Linked DNA regions of Danio rerio: region 2 is linked to region 1. The links are chromatin contacts, called in public Hi-C maps. All regions are on one chromosome and are shown on one strand. The core of a region is the stretch at or near the end of the contact, and the rest is flanking DNA. Distances in the headings are between cores, read along the strand shown.

Region 1 (4,448 bases), core at 742-3,241:
TTCCACCTTCCTTCATTCCTCCCTTCATTTGTTCGCTCATTCATTAATTCTTTTGTTCATAATTTTTCCTGATTCTTTCTTTAGGTCCTTTGTTCATTCATTTGTTTGTTCTTTCCTTCCCTCTTTCCTTCTTTTCCTTCCTTAGTTTGTTCAGTCCTTCCTTGAATTCTTCCTTCATTTTTTTAGTCTTTTCTTCCTTCATTAGTTCAGTCCTTCCTTTGTTCAGTTCGTCCTTCCATTTTTTATTCGTTCCATTTAGCGATTGTTTAAAGCTGTTTGGTGATTTCAGTCATCATACAGACGACATTCTTTTTTATTAAAGTTGACATTTATTTTCTCATCAGTGATGCCCAGTGTATTAAAAGTCTGTGCGTCAATGTGGGTAAATATTTTGAACATCTTCTGGGACATTTTTAATGCTTCCAAAGGGTTTGCTGCATTTAGAAAACGCCCACGTGTTGATGTTGTTCATTATTATGCGATTTACTTTCTATGTGTGATTTAATTGGACAAGAATCACAGAACTATTTTTTTCTACTTTAGCCAATTCCCATGGACAAGAAAGAAATAAAGTAGTGACTGCAGGTTGAAGCAAAGAAGTAAAAGTACCGATACTGCACTAAAAATGTACTCAAGGGACAGTAAAAGTACACATTTATAAAACTTCTTGGTAAATTACAATTTCTGAGAAAAATTACTCAATTTTCAGTAATTTGAGTATTTGTAATTAGTTACTTTACACCACTGCTACCTAACTGTGTTTATGTACTCTGTTTAGGTAAGAATTCGACATTTATAAATGTACAGCAGGGGTGCTCAAACTTGGTCCTGGAGGGCCGGTGTCCTGCATAGTTTAGCTCCAACTTTCCTTAACCCACCTGCCTGGAAGTTTCTAGTATACCTAGAAAGAGCTTGATTAGCTAGTTCAGGTGTGTTTAATTGGGGTTACACCTAAAAAATGGAGGAAACCGTCCCTCAAGGACCGGGTTTGGGCACCCTTGATGTACAGTATTTAATTCAAATAACTTCTTCAAATATACCCACCCAGAGACCTGAAAATGATAGTGACACTAAATGGTGACACCCTTTTTGAACACTTCTCCATTAGTTATCTGTATAAAACATACTGTATACAGTCCTGTCTGTGGGGGCAGCATGAATACTGATAAACATGTTACAGTCCTAAAACCAAAATGTGACCTAATGACTTAAAGTTTCAATTTTATATTTTATATAATGAGCAAATAAAATAGTCTAATTTATTATTTTGCTGATTTGTACATTATGATTTGTACTTCATAAATATTGACTTGTGCATAATACTAAACGCCTCTAAACGTATTTTATGTTGTTTTTTATACATCTTTTCTCAATTATTTAAAATGAAAACACAATTTATTAATCGTAACTTGGCTAACAAGCCAACAAATACACTTAAAGAGCTAAGAAAGAGTTTACCTTTTCCTTTTCATTTCCTAAATACAGTTAAATGGATACCAGTGCACTATTTTGCACCACAAACCTGTAATAAATTGATATGGTGTCTGTATCTAAGCTTAGGTTCAAATGTTTAGTACTTTTACAGTACTGAGATCTAAATAAATAAACAGGATGACTACCGTGCAAAGGGGAAGCGGTCTAATTGAAAATATAACCCGAGAAAGTGATATGAAAGCGGTAATTAGACATTTATACACTGGTAACAGATGTTCTTATTGTATTGGGTGGTATTAATAAACATATATTAGACATTTAATACACATGAACCATTTTTTATTCTCTTTATTTACATATATACCTACGCACGCTCCACCCTCAGACGCAGTGGGTGGAATCCAGTATAATCAACCAATGAGAACATGTCAACACAGCTTTTGTAGCGCTCCGTCTAATCAGAATTTAGCGCGGGCGTGTCTTTTGTAATACGTTTTTTCGACGTCACGAGCATCATCGTCCAATCGGGTTTCCCGTGGCGTCGACACCGCCAAGCTCAGTTTTACAGACCTAGAGAGGGAGCAGGTTCTACTGTGCGCTCCTATTCATTCTACGCTAGACAGTTGAAGGCGGATGCAACCGACCGTAAGTGAGACCAGGGGGGGCTCCGAGTCCACACAGACAGCTTTGAGCGATGTTTTCCGTTTTTATATATCACCAGTGCATAAAGAAGCTGTCTTTTATCTGCGCTTGTAATAATTTAACACAAAATAAGTGCGTTTGACAGCAAACTCGTTCTAAAACAACAGCGTGCGACTGTATGCAGTTGTACATCTGCTATCTGAGGCCGTTAGTCTGTTAACCATCAGTCCTGATTCATTATCATATAGGTGAAATATTAAAACTGTCTGTCTCAGATGGCTTGTGTTAGCCAACATGCTAAGCCATGTCAAGTGTTTCTGTCAGTGTAGTGCAATAGAAAATCGTCCCTGATCTTTACCGATCGTACAAAAAAGCATTGGCAGGCAAAACTGGACGTGTAATAAACAATAGTAAGGGGATCGTAGATTGATTATGATAAAGCTGTCGAGATGACCTCGATTTGAGTGGAAGTTAGCTTGACGTTACTAGCTCGCCTGGTCGCTAGCTTAACAGTTTTATTTTAATTCGCTTTAAAGCGTGTTTTAAAGACTTTTGAAACTAAAGAAACAGTTGTTATTGTTACTATCGCATAAGCACGAGGATTTTGTTCAATTAATAAGTAGTTTTTGACGACAGAAGGACCTGTCACCTCAGCTAGCATCACTGCATGTTGGCTTTGCTTTAGCAACCATGTAAAATGGCTGCCAGGCATTAAACCAAAACCATCCTGTTTGTTCAATTAGTTCATGAATGTTTGCAAATAATTATGTCCCATTATGAACGGCTATTTTCCGTTTTTAGAGTATAATCGGTTGTTTAACTTGTGTTGCTGTTGAAGCCAACGAATTCTGTGACCCTCCAGCTGAATAGGTGTTGTGACTGTCAACTGTGTTGCTTAATAATGTGGCCGTTTATATACATATATTTGCTTAAGATTATTCTTTATTAAACTCTATATAATATATATTGATAATTTTAGTTCTTTTATTTGGAATTATTTATAGGGATTTACAGTTTGCATGCGTCTTGTATGTGCATGCTTAAAACATCCGCATCCATTTTGAGGTTTATGAATGTGCCATGATCTAACAATCAAACATCTCCCAAGTGCAAGCTCGTTTCAAAAGCACGCTCATTCACCGCACATGGGTTTTTATTTTTCATATTATTTGATTTATTTTTGTTTCCTGTTTGAGAGATGGGCTTCAGACCTCCTCTTCCTCTGTCCTCTTGCTAACTGGCTATGCCAACAAAAACAGCACCTAAGAAGGCAAAGGGCTTCAGGACTGTAAGTTCAGAGGAAAGTTTACAGACTTCATTTCCAGATGGCCATTTAAGTCCGATTCGTTTGCAAAACGGTACGAGCACATGCACAATACCCGATCTGCTCGCATTTAAACACGAGAAGCACGTTTTGATCACAATTAGGACCAGGGTTCGTTGCAAAACGTGTTTGAAAGGCTGCTAGCTAACTGGGCTAACACGCTTTATAATAGTGCACACTGCTTCGATTGTGCATTATGTTTGGAGCGGAAAAAGTAAACGAATGAAGCAGATTATCGTTCTGCTTGATGCGTTTACACGCTTTTTTATTACTTGAGACACTTGATATTTTTGTATTTAAGGGCCCTTTCCTTTTGCAAGAAAAGTTACTCAAAACGACAGGAACTGTTGCATATGGATGTTTTTCAGGATATTGCACGAGGGGTTTGGGTGTAGGAGTTCGAGATTTGATGTTAAAGAGATGATACGATTCGTCGAGGTCTTTGTCTGGTAATAAAAGCTGCATGAGAGCTGGCGGGCCTCGTTTTCATCAACCATGACAGTGTTTCCAAACCTTGTGAGCGTCCTACCTAGACAGCATTTTAAAAATTGCGACTTCTTTAGCAAACACCGAATCGAACTAACTTTGAATTCACACAGTGCTTGAAAGTGTTTGGGTCTCATCTCAATACACTTGTGATGTTTTAATCCACATGTAAATAATATCATCAAGTAAAACATCTTGGCTAAACACTGCATTGAGATGTTAATATATAAACATTCGTGTAAACTTGTATTGTTTAGGCTTGTGCTAAAGATGTAAGGGTGTGTTCATTGACACTTGGTGGGTTTGGTTTGATTAGAATTATCTCTGGTGCAGTTGCTCTGTTGGATCATTTGAATAAGTGTGAACGCTGCCATGGTTGTGGACCAAACAAGCAGACCATCACTGCTGGAAAAATAGGTTTTGGCATGATTGCGATGCAACACAATATACTTCCTTGCAAACTAAAACATGTCACAATATGTGACCACAAAAAAGACAGTGCACTATCATACATATATTTTTAGAAGAAATACTGCTTCTTATGGTTGAGTACAGGTTTTGA
Region 2 (4,448 bases), core at 1,297-3,796, 64 kb after region 1:
GCATTGAAGATGAATCCAAAGAATTTTTATGAACTCTAGGAGTCCTGCAGGAACGCTTTCTTTGCCATTACAGATGACTTTATTAATAAGTTATTTGAGACATTGCAGAGATGTATGGATGCAGTCATCCAAGCTCTTACACAATATTAATTCATTTTCTACTGCACCATGACTTTATATTCTATACTGTACATTATCTCTGTTAAGTGACAAGACTTTTGTCTAAGCCAGGGGTCACCAATCTCGGTCCTGGAGGGCTGGTGTCCCTGCAGAGTTTAGCTCCAACTTGCCTCAACACACCTGCCTGGATGATTCAAGTATACCTAGTAAGAACTTGATTAGCTTGTTCAGGTGTGTTTGATTAGGGTTGGAGCTAAAATCTGCAGGACACCGGCCCTCCAGGAACAAGTTTGGTGACCCCTGGTCTAAGCAATGTCAGATCTTACTGTCCTAATTAAATACTTAAAAATCAGTAAAACAAGTGTAATCTAGAGGCCTTTGCCTTTCATATAAACCCTTCTAATCCCAAATGATCAACTAGAAGTCAAGGTATCGTTTGTTGTTCCTAAAGCTAGGATTGGCAACAAGACATATCCAAAAATTCCCTCTGTAATCTTTGAGACAAAATCAAATCCCTTTGTCGCATCATCAGCAGCATGTGTCTGAAAAGCTTAGGTGCTGCCTCCAGACAGTGCAGAATACAAACAAAACAATACACTATTAACTCTTCAACTGCCCCACCAATTAAAGATAAATGTTTGAATTGCATTTCTGAACTCATAATGTCTCTAGTTAACACACTCAATACATTTTTTTCAACACATCTTAAAGTAAAAAATATCAACCTCTACCTAATGGTTGATACTGTATATCAGTTTATGGTAAAAGTACCGGACTTAATACACATGTAAAATATGTGAAAAATATGTCTGAGAGCAATTTATTTAAAAATAAAACATTTTTGAATACTAAATCATATTTGTTTTTTGAAGCCATAAAATATATCAGATTCTCATTTACACTTTTTTTTTTATTTTTGCAACAGGATTATGTTTGTTTGATTTTCTTGTAAACCAGCATTTTGTGTGTAAAACCATTATTTTAAAACAGTCATTTTTAAATGACTTTAACAGTCATTATTTAAAAAAAAAGTCAAAATATGGTCAACCATTTGGTAGAGCAGGCAGTTAAAGGGTAAACAACGCTGACAATAAATACGTAAAAGACAATTAATACCTGGAAGACAATAAAGAAGTTAAAAAGACATGTGTTACACATTTAATGTGGACAAAAACAAACAAGTACACAGTCAAAGGGTTGAGCACATTTGACTGTCGGTGGGTAATTGTTGTAATCAGTATTGTTTTTAGTGTACCTGCACTCTCAGAAATAAAGTATGCGAGCTGTCACTAGGGTGGGTACCTTTTGGAAAGGTACAAATCTGTACCTAAAAGGATCATATTAATACCTCAGTGTACATATTAGTACCTAAAAAGTACAAAAGGGTTCCTCTTGTTTTTAGGTACTTAGACGCAAACAAAATACAATTATTGCATAATTTAATAAACAATATTAATACTTTTTGTTAACTTCAAGAAAATCAGTAACTTGGAGAGATCCAAACGGCTGGATTTACGGCATGTTTATTCAAAATTTTCTGCTGAAATGCATGAAGGTAATCAACTGTTTATATGGGAGAGTAGAAAATCTACCAAAGAAACGGGAGTCCACCGTCAGATTTGAGTTTTAGCAGTTGATGATGTGCGCTCTGAACATTTTAATCACACCGGTGTGAACGTACGCTTCAGGAATCAGCCAAGGCTAATCACATCGGTGTGATCGTACGAGTGAAACAGTTAAATGACCTCATGGATAAGTGTGTTGCAAAACTTGTGCAAATATATCCATATCACTACTGTCAGATGCTTTCTGAACTGCAGTTTTCTCACTGCTGTCATTTTTTAATTAGGATATCACATTAAATAACATATTTACAATAGTTTTTTTTGCTTTTAATCAAAGAAAATACTCAGCCTTAAATATACTAAGGCATTCATTCACAGAATAAGCAGTGAGTTACTGGCTGCAGTATTATACTTTTGAGGTACCGATATGGACCCTTTAAGTACAAATGTTCACATACCTTTATTTCTGAGAGTGTGTAGGGTTTGTTAAAAAAAGATTAAAATAGAAGAATTTATAATCTGACTTCTTCCAATTGTGATAAAAATACAAGCAAATTAGCATAAAATAAAGCCCCAGTGACACATTTTCATTGTTTTAGAAAACAAATACAAAACAATTCTTGATAACGATAAGTTTTGTTCTATACGTTGAGAACTAAAACATTTACTCTATTCACTGACAGTGTCTCGCCTTAAAGAAAACGTAAAACCTGACACATTCTGTTGTCTTTTGTTGGCATTTTTGTGGCACAATTAACAAACATATACTCAGATACTGTTTAATCCCCGTGCATGAAGAGGATGAGGAGTCCCGAGTGGGGTGTTCGTGTTGCTGTCAGTGGGCAGCGAGGCCTCCAGCTCATCCCCGCCCCCAATGCAATGTTGACCAAAAACCAGCATGAACATTCAGTCAACTTATTAGCACACACACTAAACTAAAGCCCTGACATCCAGCTTTAGCCCGCTAAAACTCCAACACAGCACTTACTCGCCGGGATAAAGAGGTAAGTTTGGTAGAAAGGATAATATTGAGGAGATAAAGGCGAACAGAATGTGTGTTCAATGCGTGTGAGGTTATAAGCGTGTCAGTTTTCCCGCTTTCTGCGCGAGCTAGCTGTTAGCATCCTGAGGGGAAACAGAGCTAGCCGGAGTGCTAACAGAAGTGACAATAACCCAGCCCTCTCACGTCCGACGACCAGACGGTAAAGATACTTGCAGAGTTTATTGTGGATTGTTTATAACGCATCTATTTTATCGAGAGATGTGATTAACCTTTATAACTCGATCGCACGACTTTTCGTAAAAGTTAGCGCGAGCTGTTTGCTCGAGCAGATCTTCAGTTCAGCCAGGCGTGTCTCTCTCTGTCTTTCGTCAGCTTAAGCTAATCAGCTAACAAAGACGCCAGGAATACATATATACTTCATCCATAACTGTACCTTCCGTTGATAATACATCCCGCACGAATCGCATAATTAAACACCGTGATGTTTCCGTCCGTTTCTTCAGTCGCACGGCTGTTTTCGGAAGTCTGTCAGCCGCCGTGACTTCGGCCAGGATTTCCGGCTGCTTTTACATCTGCCCTTCTCTTGTTTTGTTTCCGTTTCTTCCATTTCCGTTTTAACTTTCCAGAATCAAAAGTCTTGATGTGTAGCTAGCCCTGAAAGTTTCAGAAGTTGTAAAAAGTCGTCTTTTACGCCCGGTTTTGCGGTTATATTACGAAACCCAAAAGCATTCCAACATGGCAACTGCGTTTGTATCGATTCGCGCGTCGTCTTCCCACCCAGTCGCTGGTGGAAATTACATTAGCGAAATATTACGTTTAAAGCTACACACCCAAATAATAAACGGGTTGACCGAATGGATAGCATATTTAATAAATATGTGCGTCCCTTGTGTTTAATAAAAGTGATAACGTGCGGTAAATCACAAATTGGGCCTGTGCTCAAGCAAAGCCTCGGTGTTGCCTGAGAGTTTTCAGGACTTCAGAGACAGCTTGAGTGCGTTAACTTCACTAATTACTGCACCTGGGACACACTTTGATGTTTTATATAAGTTTGTGTCTGTTAAAATGTTAGAAAATATGTAAATTTATGGTTTTATTTTTTTGAATATTCGTATAGTTCATATGGTAACACTTTACTGGATACTTTTGTTTAGTTTATTATTAGCGTAAAACTGTACTTCCAGCATCCGTTAATGTATAGTCATGTTCTGCATTTACTAATAGATTTAAATCAAATATGTTAAGATTAATGTACTGTGGAAAGTGTGAACAAGCACTAAACAATTTCATGTAAAAACTATATATTCATAAAAAAGAATAATTGATACAGTAAAATTCGGATGTCACAAATTCTCGCTTTTAGTATCTTAGTGTGAGTTTCTGTGGGTTTCAAAAAGTTTCCTTAAAGTGCTTAAAAAGACTTGGTTGGAGAAGAAGTTATAAAGTCATGAAAAAAAAACCAAACCTTAAACCTTAAAAGTAATGCAAAAAACAATTAAGTGCTTTCTCAGCACTTTTGTTTTCCTATACAAACAAGGTATAATTAATCAAAGAGGAAATGAGGTTTTTTTATTTGACATAAAAACTCCTATGGTTAAAAAAAACAATGGATTACTACTATATATGTCAATCACTTTTGAGTCTACTCGCAGAAATGTGTTCTTTTCTCAATTTTAGAGAAAACAACACCCGTAGCATTTCATTTTGTTCACAAATATGCATCTTGATTTACAATTCTTTGGACAATTCATCTTAATAAA

What was found. Hi-C and Micro-C count contacts between places; a contact is called where the count stands out from the background.
Region 2: a contact with region 1 is called in a Hi-C map of hematopoietic stem cells, with 3 times the contacts expected there. The contact joins the promoter of gabpa here to the promoter of tfdp1a in region 1. A contact is called at or near these places in 2 of 18 Hi-C or Micro-C datasets (caudal fin and hematopoietic stem cells) and 2 of 4 datasets of contacts at active chromatin or transcription factors (embryo and gastrula embryo).

Annotation. Positions count from the first base shown.
Region 1 is chr9:36,641,197-36,645,644 of GRCz12tu, forward strand. It overlaps tfdp1a (transcription factor Dp-1, a), which reads left to right and starts at 1,992. Exons shown (of 12, transcript NM_213492.2): 1 at 1,992-2,079.
Region 2 is chr9:36,704,232-36,708,679 of GRCz12tu, forward strand. It overlaps gabpa (GA binding protein transcription factor subunit alpha), which reads left to right and starts at 2,547. Exons shown (of 10, transcript NM_131587.2): 1 at 2,547-2,689.